2 separate regions of the Mus musculus genome follow, and region 1 is linked to region 2. The links are chromatin contacts, called in public HiChIP or PLAC-seq maps. All regions are on one chromosome and are shown on one strand. Each heading gives the region's core, a stretch centred on a gene start, on an enhancer-like site or on the middle of the called end of the contact. The rest is flanking DNA. Distances are from core to core; before and after follow the strand shown.

Region 1 (6,450 bases), core at 1,004-3,503, 130 kb before region 2:
CATGACTCAAAGGACTGAAACTGCTGACAGACAGCTCTGCGTCATCTCTTCCCCTCCATTGTCTGTAGTAGTTTCAGTCAGGTCAGAAAACACAGTAGGTGCTCCCAGCCGGGTTAGTCTTTGACATCAATGTGCAACAAAGAAATTCTCCATTTCTATCCTGACTATGCCACAGGAGAGGTGAGGAGACATGAGGAAACTGGACACCTTCCCAGCCACTCATGTGTCAGGTATCTATGGCCTCATTCTTTTGTTTAAAGATAATCCCTGGAACATTACCCATTGTCTGTTATCAATACAAAATCACATCCACTGCCAAGTGGCATCCTTTGGAGTCACATCACTACACTTACAGGCAACCATCTCTTCAGGATGGGAGAAATGGTCTGGGGGCACAAGACAGAGGGTCCTCTTTGCAGCACCTCAGGGGCAATAGTGGGGGCCTGAATGTTATTCTAAGTGTACTCTGTAGAAATGGGCCATGATCAGGTCCTAATTTTTAAAAAGATACCTCTAATCAGCAACATGGCTGAGAGAATAGAGGGACTGAGAGACTGAGGGAGGCCAGCTGGTCACTCTTACATACTTCCTGTACTCCAACTCTATGGGCCAGAGGCACTGGAGATAGAGTCTGCTGCTCTCCTGGAACTGATGGTGGTGAATAATACACACCAAACCACAGAAGATCTTTTCCAACAGTGGTCAGTGCTGCGCAGAGAATAAAACTGGGTGGGTACCATGGCAACTCCTGACCAGAGAGAGAGGGCATGGTCATGTGGTCTCAGATGCCACAGGGATGGATGGTCTTTCTGAGGACATGGCATTTGTGCTGACCCCGAAGAGGAGGAATGTGTGAATGGTGTGAACGGAGAAGTAGGGATAAGGAGCCTGCTGCACTGAAGGAAGCAGCCTGAGCTCACGGCTGGGGGAAGGAATGACCTGGGCATGCCCTAAACAAGGGTAGAGGGGCAAGCAAGGTCAGGCCTGCAGGTCATCCTGTCCATACTCAGGACCTTCATTTCACACTGAGGGAGTGAGAAACCACATGGGGTTTGAGCGTAGAGGCCAGTGAAGAAGCCAGAAGCCAACCTATCCAGCCCCACAAGTTTCTGTAAATAGATACGTTCAGTCATTTACATGTTGTCTATGGCTGCTTCCACACCACACGAGCACTGCCGAGCACTTATTCAGAAACCCACCTTCTCTGTGGAGCCTCAACTATACTCTTTCTTCCTGATCCTTTATATGAAGGTCTTTTGGTTCCTCGTCTAAATGATGTCTTCTGAAGTTGAATGTGCCTGCTGTTTAGGGTCATGTCATGTCACAGCATCATGGAGTGTGACCAGGTCACTGCGGGACAAGACATTGGGATGAGCTTTTCAGAGCATCAATGTCTGCTGGGGACGTTCTCTCCGCATCAGAGGGAAGGGCAGGCCTGTCAGACTCATCTCTCTGGGTATGCACTCACAGCTTCTAATGCCAGAGGCTGCCCATCTGGGTAGCCTCTGCTTCACTCCATCAGCCTAGTGAGAAGGGTTTAACTGCTGTTCACAGAACCCCCGCCCAAACCATCACTGCCTGCCCTTTGTCTGCGGCACCTCATCACCAATTTGGGGCTTGGGAGAAGACATGGGCCAAGCAGCTGTTTCCCATTACCTGTCTGTCCCACATGCCCACACCACTCCCAGCAGGGAGCGGGAGGCTCCAAGAAAATCGGATCCTCTTTCCAAATCCCAGGGCAGACTGGTTTTGTTTTGCCTCTTAAGAAAAACATTAAATAAGTAAAATAGTTGAACGCTGTGTTAGAAAACTAACCCCAAACATCTGGGGGTTTTGTGCTATGGAAGCTTATTTTCATTCCATTGGTTCTAACTGATAAATACAGAATAATTGAATTAGTCTATTTTTGTAGGCAGGAAACCACTGGTGTTATGTAAAGAAATGGAGAGGGCAAAGGGTACAGAGAGTTGGAGTGAACAACTATTTGAGCAGCTAGACAGAGTGAGGAGGGCAGCACGTACTTCAAATTTACTTTCATAAGCATTAATGTAGTGATGACCACTGTGTGCAGTTAAACACGGGCCCTTCCTTCCAGGAGCTTGTGATCTGCTAATAGCAAACACAACCGTGACACAGGACAAGACAATAAAAGCAAGGGCTGCAGTGGTCCTTCATGCTCACACCATATCCTCTAACATGGAAACCGTCTTCCCAATTTTAAACTGGGACATGAAGAGAAAACACAGAGCTGAGGTTTAGAGCCGTATGCATCTGTCTTCATGTGGCAGAACTGTTGATCCAGTCTCTGCAAGCCCCAGGGAGGTAGGTTTCAGCCCCAGAACAAACCTGATCGCCCCTTGCTCTCTGGTTTTGTCTTACCATGAGAGCTCTCAGTTTTACAACAAAATGCCACCATATCCTGACACCAGAGGTATAACTGTTGGGTTTTGGGTTTTCAACCTCCAGAACTGTGAGCTTATAAAATATCCAGCATAAGGCATATTGTCACAGATAGAGAAAATGCACACACACACACACACACACACACACACACACACACACTTCTGTCTCCTGAGTTTCCCTCCTGCAACTCTTCTCAACAATACAAAGGAGTTGGGGACTGGAGAGATGGCTTAGTGGTTAAGAACACTTTGTGTTCTTGCAGAGGACCCAGGTGTGGTGGTTTGAATATGCTTGGCTCATGGGAAGTGGCACTATTAGGAGGTGTGACCTTGTTGGAGGAAGTGTATCACTATGGACATGGGGTTTAAGACCCTTGTCCTAGCTACCTGGAAGTCAGTCTTCTCCTAGTGGCCTTCAGATGAAGATATAGAACTCTCAGCTCCTCCTGCACCATGCCTGCCTGGATACTGCCATGTTTCCACCTTGAAAATTGACTGAACCTCTGAACCTGTAAGCCAGCCCCTATTAAATGTTGTACTTACAGAGTTGCCTTGGTCATGGTGTCTGTTCACAGGAGTAAAACCCAAAGACACTGATTAAGTTTTAATTCCCAACACCTGCTCACAGCTATCTGTAACTCCAGCCTCAGGGAATTGATTGCCCTCTTCTGGCCTTCCTGGTCACCAGGTATGCAGATGATGTACATACATACATACATACATGTAAACAAAACACTTTTACACATTAAAAAAAGGAAAGAAAGAAAGTCAGTAATGATGAACCAAGTCTGCAATCTTCATATCTGAGAGGATGAGGAAGATTGCTGTGGATTCAAGAAAGGCCAGCCTGAGTTACATTGTATTCCAGCACCTGGGAACTGCAGAGTGAGACCCTGACTAGTGGGAATTAAAAGAGGTATGTGGAGGGAGGGATGGAGACGGAAAGGCAAAAGAAGAGATGAGAAATCAGACCAAAACCAAAGGGACTGAGATCTTTGGGGTTCTCTGCAGGGGAGTCCATAAGATCCAGTGTGATGGAAGGAGGGGGATCCAGACCTCTACAGGTGTGGTCAGTCACTCGCTGTGTGACCTTTACCCTCCCTGTGTCCCATAGCATCTTCTTCACTGGCTGCAGGGAGATCGCCGTGAATACCGTAAGCTGCTGGTCCAAGCTGCTGGTTCAGGATATGTTGCTCAATATGTAGGATGGGACTTGAGTAAGGAGGGCTGTGAGATAGCTAGGGCTGATGCCAGAAGCAGGAATCAGTGGTGGGTAAGATGTTGTGGGTGGCCAGTGATTCAACCAGGATGACAGCCATGAGGCAGGCCAGGGCTGGCTGTGCATAGATGCTGAGGTTCTGAACCATGCTGCTGGGATGGAGCCCACTTGGACAAGGTGCTGTTTGGAGAGGCCTAGCCAGCACTGCTACCTTCTCCAGCTTCTTCTGCTCCAGCCAGCTCCCCAGCTCCCTGGCTCCCCTGCTCCTCAGAAGCAGTGTTTCCAGAACAAACTGCCTTCTGTCCTTACAGAAAGGGTGCCAGAAGAGAATAGTAAAAGACCAACCCTTGGCTTTCCAGAGATCTCTATTAGACAGAGCTGAGAGGGAGGAATTGCTTCCTTAGGGCCCAGATGGAAGAATGGTAGGGCCATGTGGAGACAAGCTTGAGCCCCAGCGGCTGGGCACTGGTGTTTGAATCTTAGCTCTTTGGATCAGCAGTGTGACTTGGGCTGGCTCTTGTTCTTCTCATCTGCAGAACACGATGGTGGCTGGCCACATCGATTGTGTCTATACCAGAAGTTTATTGAAAAGACTAGACAAGTCCAGTCTGGCCACATACTGCAATCTCAGCATTTAGGGGCTGGAGGCAGGAGGATCAGGGTTCAAAACGATGAAGATTCAGTATTGTGTCTAGCTACTGAGTGAATTCGAAGCCAGTGTGGGTTACGTGAGATCTTGCCTCAAAACAATAACAGACCCCGTTCCCTGTAGTTTGCTATGCCGTCCTTTGTACCAGAAAGAGGATGAACAGGCACGGATGTTGGAGCCAAGGCAAACAAGGAAGGGCACTACACTACAGGAAGCACCAGTGCCTGGCCTTCAGAGTCTTCCCTCTTCAGCTAGGGATTCGGGACACTTAAGCTTACAATTCTATAAAGTCCTGAGAGAAAAATATGAACACCCTTTTAGGGAAGTGCACCTATATCATGAACTCTGTAGGGTGTTTTTGCTTTTTATGTTTTAATTCCTTTATGTGTGTGTGAATGGGAGATTTTCATGAGTGCAGTGCCAGGGAGGCCAGAAGAGGATATCAGATGTCCTGGGACTGCAGTGTCAGCTTTCTGACCTTGGGTCCTCTGCAAGTACAATACACACTCCTAACGGCTAAGTTGTCTCTTTAGTCACAACACGAGGGAGGTCTTACTGTGTAGCCCCGACTGGCCTGGACCTTACTGGTTTCTTATAGAGATCTGCCTACCTCTGCTTCCCAAAAGCTGGGATCAAAGGTTCCCATCACCACACCCAGCTGAGAAAAGCTGTTTTGTAAAGCACTGCCAGATGACTTTGAGAGGCTGGAGAGATGGCCCAGTGGCTGAGAGGAGCTTGCCGCTCTACCATGAGGAGTAGCGTTTGAATCCTAGCACCCATGCTGCGTGGTTCACGGATATCTGTAACTTCAGTCCCAAAGGATCGAACAACTGGTTTCTGAGGATGTATATGAGCATGCACACACACAAATAAAGGTAGCTTTTTTTTTTTTTAACAAGATGACTTTGAAAGTCCAGCGTCAACATACACCAACAGCTAGCCTTGCCTGGTCCCAGTCTAAATATACTTTGAGAAAACTGGAGGACAGTTCTTTCTGCCTCAGGTCACGTTATATCAGTTGTGGCTAACTGCCCAGAAAGTGATAGTAAGGGATTGTGGTGACTGGAGAGAAAGGGTCCTGGATCTTGGAGACCCATGTGTTTTGGGGATGGAAATTCTGGCAGGAAAGCTTTGCATGGGAAGGAATCCACCTTGAGCAGTGTGTGTCTGCTGTTCACAACTTCATGGTGATCTCACTCCTGGGTTTATTATACGAGCAAGCACTGACAGGGATGACTGGCGACCACCCACACAGCGTGATTGTAAATCATCAGACAGGCTCTTGAGAAAAATGATGTATGTTTGATGATGGTATTTCTTAAAGATCTGTTTTATCACTATTGTTTTTAATTCTATGTCTCTGTGTGGATAGGTGCAGGTGAGAACAGGTGTCTGGTGAGGCCAGAAGAAGGGAATAGGAGCTCCTGGAGCTGAAGTTACAGGCAGTCATGAGCTACCTGATAAGGATGCTGAGAACTGGACTTGGGTCCTCTGCAAGAGCAGCCCTGAACGACTCTACAGCCCTCAGTGGTGACAATTAAGAGACATTTGCATTGCTGTACAGGGTCTTCTATGAGCCAAAGAGTTATAAGCAAACCAACCTCAGGTCACAAATCTTCTTTCTTGGATGGTGGCAACAGGATGGGGCTGTCTAGAAACTGCAAATCTTACGGTTGTGTCCATCATGGAAAACAGCCTTCCCAGAGAAGCACAGAAAGACATCTGAATGTTTTCAAAAATGGCTTATTAGTTAAAAAGCAGAATGCTACAATAGACAATTACTAGCTATCAGTTACTTGCTTTCTTTCCATCCCTGCCGGTCTTATGGTCACCATCAATTAAAGCCCTATAATATTGCAAAGCCATGGGGCAGCCTGGAAAAGCAGGAGCCGAGACAGGCAGTGTGTACCAGCCCAGAGCAGTTTATGTGGGCCATTGATACTCTGAGATAGACCAACCAAGTCAAAGAAATGATGCACAAGTATTTCTGGGGGGTGGCTTTAGCTGATAGTTGCTGGTAACTGTCAGCTTGACAGAATCTAGAATCACTTGGGTGGTGGGCCTCTGAGCTTGCCTATGGTGGATCATTTTGATTGTGCTAAGTGTGCTGGAAAGACCCATCCACTGAGGGTAACACCATTCCTTGGCTGGGATCCTGGACTGTGGGAATGAAGAAAGCG
Region 2 (6,480 bases), core at 2,886-5,385:
ATGTGCTGTGCCTCCCTCGGCATTGTGGCTACTCTTGGTGACCTGACAGATAGGGCAGGAGATTCTCTGGCAGGGTCGGGAGGTTTTGTTCAAAGCCCTGATCGATTTGATGTCACTACTGAGAGCTGCTGAATAATGTAGTCTCAGTGGCATTTTACAAATCCCATTCACTGCACGCAGTAATAGCCACGGACCAAAAGCCTGGAACCTGGGCATTACCCTGCACACGTTCCCCAGGAGCTCTGCCTGGACATTGATTTCTCATTTCTGAAATGAGAAATTAGTCCCATTGGAATGTCAGCCAATATTGGCTCGTGGAAGGAACTTCTGCCTGCCTTTCCTTGAAGGACCTTCTAAGTGCCAATGGTTTTGGTGCCCTGTGTGCCCAACAGTTCTCTCTGAATCTTCCAGCTCCCATCTCTGGCCTGGGTCTCAGCTAAGCCTCCTTCAGGACCAGCTAGTGACATGGAGACATTTACAAACCAAGGAGTGCTATGATATCTCTCTGGAGGGGTCTCGTTCCACCGTGGGAGCGTACTCTTCAGTGCTAGATATTTGTGGCTGAGCAAGGGGCTCATTCTGACAATTTTCAAGAGAACCCAAAATTTCCTCTTTTAAACTTTTTTTTACATTCATTCATTCATTCGTTCGTTCACTAATGTGCACGTGGGTACCACAATGTATGTAGAGGTCAGAGTTGGCTCTCTCCTTCTATCATACAGGTTCTGCAGCTCAGGTTGGATCTCCTTTGCAGAAATTACCTTTGCCTGCTGAGCCATCCTTGCTGGCCCTCCTTGGTTTGTTTTTGAGACAGGATGTTATTAAACTTCAGCCAACCCTCCTGCCCCAGCCTTTAAATACTCTCTCTGTGTGTCTGTCTCTTTGTCTGTCTATCTTGACTGTCTGCCTGCCTGCCTGCCTGCCTGCCTCTCTGTCTCTGTGTTTGTCTCTCTGTTTCTCTGTCTCTGTCTGTCTGTCTGCTGCCCCCCCCCCCCCTGTGTGTGTGTGTGTGTGTGTGTGTGTGCGCGTGTGCGTTTGTGTGTGTGTATGTAGGTATGTACATTCAGGTGTTCTCAGAGTCCAGAAGAAAGCATCAGATCCCTTGAGGCTGGAATTAAAAGGTGACTGTGAGCTGCTTGCTGTGGGTCCTGGGAACTAAACTCTGGCCTTCTGCATGAGCAATTGGAGCTCTGTTGTTCTATCTCACTGGCCCCCTACTTATTTTATTTTATTTTATTTTTAAATTGTTTGACACAGAGTCTTGTGTAGCCAAGACTGGTCTCATACTCTCTGTCTCCAAGGCTGGACTTGAACTCCACATCCTCTATCTCCTAGATGCTTGGATTACAGGTATGTGCCATTGTGTTTGAGCAAATTATTTGAGACAGGCTCTTACTATGTAGTCCTGGCTACTCCGAAATTCACTGTCACCAGGATGACCTTAAGTTCACAGAGATTCACCTTCCTCTGCCCTCTAGGTTTAAAGGTGAATACTACCATGCCCAGATCAAAATAACAGTAATAAGAATATCATTATTATATAGTATTATTTTATAATTATATTATAACATATAATTATAACAATTATTATATAACACTATTAATAATGATTATTATCTATTTTTGTTTTTTGAAACAAGGTTTCTCTGTGTAGTCCTGGAATTGCTCTCTAGACCAGGCTAGCCTGGAACTCAAGAGATCTACCTGCCTCTACCTCCCAAGTGGATTAAAGGAATGCACTACCACCCAACAGCCTGAAATTATTTTTTTTTAAAGAGACTCAGTGTCTCTATGTTGTCAGGCCACCTCTAGACTCCTAGGCTAGGCAATCTTGCCTAAGCAGCTGAGCAGGTGAGGGTACATGCATTCATATATCAATTTTGATTCCTGGCAATGAACTCAAATCACGATGGATGGAGCCCACCACAGGCCAAGCAGCAGAACATCTGGGGCTGGATTCAGTTCAGGCTGCCCTGCTTGAGACTTCTGACCGCTCTGACAGTCCATGGCCTCTCACATGTTAAGTTCATACTCCATGCCTGACTGATCTGCTGCACCCACAGCCTGGGGCTGGGTTCTTCCAAAGCTCCCCTGGAAACAAACAGATGGTCTAGGTTTAGATTCCAGCCCTGTGACTCACTGGCCAAGCGTCCCCCAGGCCAGCTATTTTCTCTGTGGCTCAGTTTTCCCTTCTGTAAAGTGGGAGAACTAGCAGTGCTGAGCTCCCAGGGATGCTCTGGGGAGGGGCGGGTTGGCCTTGTTTACATGAAGTGAATTCTACCAGCCGGGAAAATGCTGAAGAAAGGAAACTAACTAAATAAATATAGTAGTTGCAGTGACCCAGATGTCACTCAGCTATGACCCCAGCTACCCAAGGGCTCTGCAGTAGGAAGGTGACTTGGAACCCAACAATTTGGGACCAGGCCAGGCAATGTAGTGCCATCCCTATCTCAAAATATAATACATACACACTTACATACACATACATAAATAAATGCAAGTGTAGCTGAGCACTTTCTGTGCACCAGGCCTGTGATGCTTTGTGTACTTGATGGGAGTTCGAGGACCAGATCTCACCGAGTTGACATTACAGAAGGGGAGACTGATGAAGGCCTGAGCCACCTCCTCCCATTCTTCCCAGTCATCCCTTGTGTGATACTGTGTCGATCATTCTTAGGCTCAGGCCTGCCCAGGCTTTCCGAATTGAATCCCTGGGCCTGCCAGGCCTCTGTGGCCTCCCCTGCCCTGACTCTTTGTAGAGTCCTGTGACACCATGCCTGCAGGCTTTTGCAGCCTTACAGCCCTTGCTTCCTCTGTTCCCCACCCCCACCCTTCTGTCTGCCCAAAGGCTCTGGGCTTCCTGAAGTCTGCTCTGGGTTCAAAACAGCCACTTTCCTACTCTCTGACCTACCCCCTGGTCTCAGCCCTTTGTGCTGTGGGTAATGAAATGTGAGTCTGGATTTTTTTTTTTTAAGACGGGTTTTCTCTGTGCAGCCTTAGTGGAACTCACTCTGTAAACCAGATTGGCCTTGAACTCAGAGATCTGCCTGTCTCTGCCTCCCAGCGCTGGGATTAAAGGCTTGAGTCACACCACCACCTTATTTTGCTTCTTGGTGTCTTATGCCAGCCTAGGACAATGGATTCAGGCTGGTCAGGTCTGGGGCTACCATTCCCAGTTTAAGAGACAGGATAGCCATGCTACATAATTGACACTTATGTGCAGAGAGAGTGGAGAAGAAAGAAAAGGAAGTGGGCAAGCAGAGAGGGGGAAGGCCTTACTGAAGGTCACACAGCGCCACCTCAGGCTCAGCCAGGCTGTGGGTGTGTACAATCAGATGGAGGACATGCTCATTCAAATAAGGACAAGAATAATGGCACACTCCCCATCTCCATTTAAAAATAGTCACATTTGCTGACACTCGTTTGGCACTTCCTAGGTGCCTGGTGTCCTGTTCAGACTCTTTACACTGTTAACCTTGGACCCTCCCAGCAGCCAGAAGTGATGAGTTCCACTATTTTTATTTCCGTTTTACAGATGAGGAAACTAAGACACAGAAGGTCTGGGGAACTTGCCTGATGTCACACAGCCACGACGAAGTCGGGGCGCTTCGAAAACACAGCCTCATGTGGGCCAGGGGTGGGGGTGGGGGTGGGGGTGGGGGACTTGGCCTCCATTATCACTTCCACGGCAGCTCAGCCAGGCTTGCAGAGCTGCACACTGGCCCTGAGAGGACTCGGGGCAATGGGGGAGGAGCAGATTCTGGTAGGGATCTAGCTGCTGCGGCAGCCACAGGCCTCGTCCACAGACCTAGGTGGGTGTGTTAGAGAGCGTTGTGGTGTGGTAATATCAGGACAGGAGATGAGCCAGGGGTCTGGGTCTCTAACTCCTCATCGCCTGCATGAGAGGCCTGAGCAGTGCCATTAGCCACCAGCGTTTGGATGGAGCATGAGGATGGGTGCGCGCGCTCGACGAGGCGAGCTCCGGCTCTTTGTGTGTCCGAGCTCGTGCGCGCGTGCGTGCGTGTGTGTGTGTGTGTGTGTGTGTGTGTGTGTGTGTGCGCGCGCGCGCGCGCGCCCCGTGTGTGGGCGTGGCCGACAGACCAGGCCCCTCCCTAGGCCCCGCCCAGGCCCGGCCAAGCTGGTATTTTTCCACCCAGCAGGATGGGTGATGCGGAGAGCTGCCTGTTCAGACAACAGACACGCGAGGTCAGGGAGAAGCCGCTTATAAATTACCGCTTCCTCCGCGCCGCCGCCAGCGTCGTGCTCCGGGACCTGGTTGCTGCCGAGCTCCCGTGCCCAGCCGCCAACGCCGCGATCGCCGCCAGTCCCGCCAGCCTCGCCAGCCCCGGGCCATCCGCTGTGGGCTTAGCCACCCAGGTACCCAGGGCGTGTGGGCCGCGACTGCAGCCCCCTCCCCGGGCCGCGCTCCGCCACCTCACCGGGTCCCTGCGGGTCTGGCCTCCCCGCGCTCTTTCATCCCCTTCACCCCTGAGGGAGGGACTGAGGGTCTCCTGTTCAGCTCTGCTGGAGAGGGAGTTATTGTTTCCCTGGCGAAGGGGCTGGGGCTGCTGGTGCGGCGGCAGGTGTGTGTGTGTGTGTGTGTGTGTGTGTGTGTGTGTGTGTGTCCCACGGGGTGCCTCCTTGTCCCTGGATGTCTCTGTTTCTGAGAGTGGCTGTTTCTCCACCCTAGGCAGCCGTGTACATGTGCGCCCCGGGGTGTGTGATATGACCAGGGCTATGTCCGGGGCTGCCTTACCTGAGTGTAGTGTGGCCGTGTGGCTCTGTCTTCTGATACACACACACACACACACACACACACACACACACACATCTTGCCTATGTGAACCTGTACGTGTGGCTGTGTCTCCGGAACCCTGGCCGTGTGCACGTGTGTGTGCCCGAATGTGCCTGGATCCCTGGATCTGTGGTTGGGGGCAAGTCTAGTGTCTTCTAGCTGTACCCGAGAGGCCATCCCTTGTGCCCAGTGGGCCCAATGGACATCTTTGGTTCTTCGTAGTATTTAGGAGAGGTAAAAGGGCGGTATGGCTCCAGGTGCTGCCTGGGTGTGGCACGCAGGTGTGACAGTCGCTCCCAGGCTTGAGTAGCAGGGCTGAGGCCCGAAACGACAGCCAGGGGCAATGGGTAGCACCAGCTGAACACATCTTCCTCTAGACTGCTCCCCTTCACTTTATGGGTTCCTCTTTTGGGTGGGAGGTTCTGGTCTGCTCCCACTGGGGAAGCCACACAAGGAACCAGTCTCAGGAACAGATCCTACAGTCCCAAAGCCTCAACCTAGGCTGTAGCCTGGCGGCAAGGGAGGCGTGTGCTCAGCAGGGCCACCGACCTGGCTATTTTGGTCACTGCCTGGCCTCTGCCAGATCCCTGCCTTCCCTAGGACCAGCCCCAAAGGCTTGGGAGACAGCCTGGGCCCCCATTTCCTGCCTGGGGAAATAAATCATCTCAAAGACTGGCCAGGCGCTTGACCCGGAGGGTCCTCGGACTGCGGATTGGTAGCACGTGGCTCCAATTGGATGTCAGTAAATTGGCCTCCGATTTGGCACAGCTAGCTTTCAAATAAATGTCATAGAGATCTTTTTTAAATTAAAAGAAAAAAAAAATTTTTTTTTTGTTGCTGGTAGGGAGGGGATCTCACTCAGAGTCTCTAAGCCAGAAGGAGTTTATTTTTATGAGAGAGCTGGTGAGTGCTTAGCAACGGCCTGCCTGCCTCCCTCTCTACCAGGGAGTCATCGGGGAGTGGGGGGTGAGAGGGAGGTGTTTTAGCAAGATGATGGTGGGTGGCTGGAGGGGGACCTAGGCACCAGCTGAGAACCCACAATAGGATGGTATTGGCAGATGGTTGGAGGTTGTCTTAGGCCTTGGTTCAGCCACTCAGTTAACCTTGGGCAGTATTTCTTGTCCTCAGTCTCTTCATCTGTAAAATGGGTGGGGCATACTACCCATTGGATATGTCAACTGGGGATCCAAGAGTCTTCTTGTCCCCAGAAAGACTGTGTTCCTCTTAATGGTGACCTTGGGTAGTTCTCTTAGCTTGGGCTTGGCTGTCCAGGCGACAAGGACGCTAAGGCCAGCCTCGCCTTGTCCTTGAAGGGATTGAGGGAGATGAGGCTGAATAAGCTTGTGGTAAGCTGTAAAGCCGGGCTCGGCTCTAGAGCTGCTGATTAGAGGGTGTCACGAGGTCTCAGGTCACTGTGGTATGTGGCAAGGGCCATGGTGCTGTCCGGAGAGAGCTTTTGTCCTTTGGGGATACCCTGGTACTGCCTGTAGCTCTGTTGTGGTCAGCCTTCCTGACTTTCTAACCCCCTCTGTATCCACATCTGCTTGGTAGAATCTGGAGGCTCAGGGCTGGGGGAACAGCCCATTCTATAGATGGGTCAATGAGAACTGCCTAGGAGCCTGCCTTGCTTGCACTATACAGAATTGGGATTCCAAAAAGCTTTGCCATGGCCAGCTGTACATTTA

Evidence for each region. HiChIP or PLAC-seq counts read pairs in DNA pulled down with a chosen protein or histone mark.
Region 1: an H3K4me3 HiChIP or PLAC-seq map of craniofacial prominence shows a contact between it and region 2, with 4 times the contacts expected there. The contact joins the enhancer-like site here to the promoter of Slc6a6 in region 2. A contact is called at or near these places in 3 of 39 promoter capture datasets (the SN4741 cell line, frontonasal cranial neural crest and maxillary cranial neural crest), 1 of 15 datasets of contacts at CTCF or cohesin (the NIH/3T3 cell line), 18 of 115 datasets of contacts at active chromatin or transcription factors (the 230-238 cell line, the NIH/3T3 cell line, SST interneurons and 14 more) and 2 of 9 other capture datasets (adipose tissue and liver).

What each region holds. Positions count from the first base shown.
Region 1 is chr6:91,548,133-91,554,582 of GRCm38.p6, forward strand. No RefSeq gene overlaps it. Among named protein-coding and RNA genes, the nearest start is that of Lsm3, 35 kb to the left of the region's middle. Within about 2 kb of position 2,254, at least 19 of the 459 cell types and tissues checked have an H3K27ac peak or open chromatin away from gene starts, as enhancers often do. A contact at or near this core is called in craniofacial prominence, where this site is marked.
Region 2 is chr6:91,679,932-91,686,411 of GRCm38.p6, forward strand. Slc6a6 (solute carrier family 6 (neurotransmitter transporter, taurine), member 6) reads left to right here and starts at 4,136. Exons shown (of 15, transcript NM_009320.4): 1 at 4,136-4,377. Gm40387 (a long non-coding RNA gene) reads left to right here. Exons shown (of 3, transcript XR_869270.2): 3 at 1-818.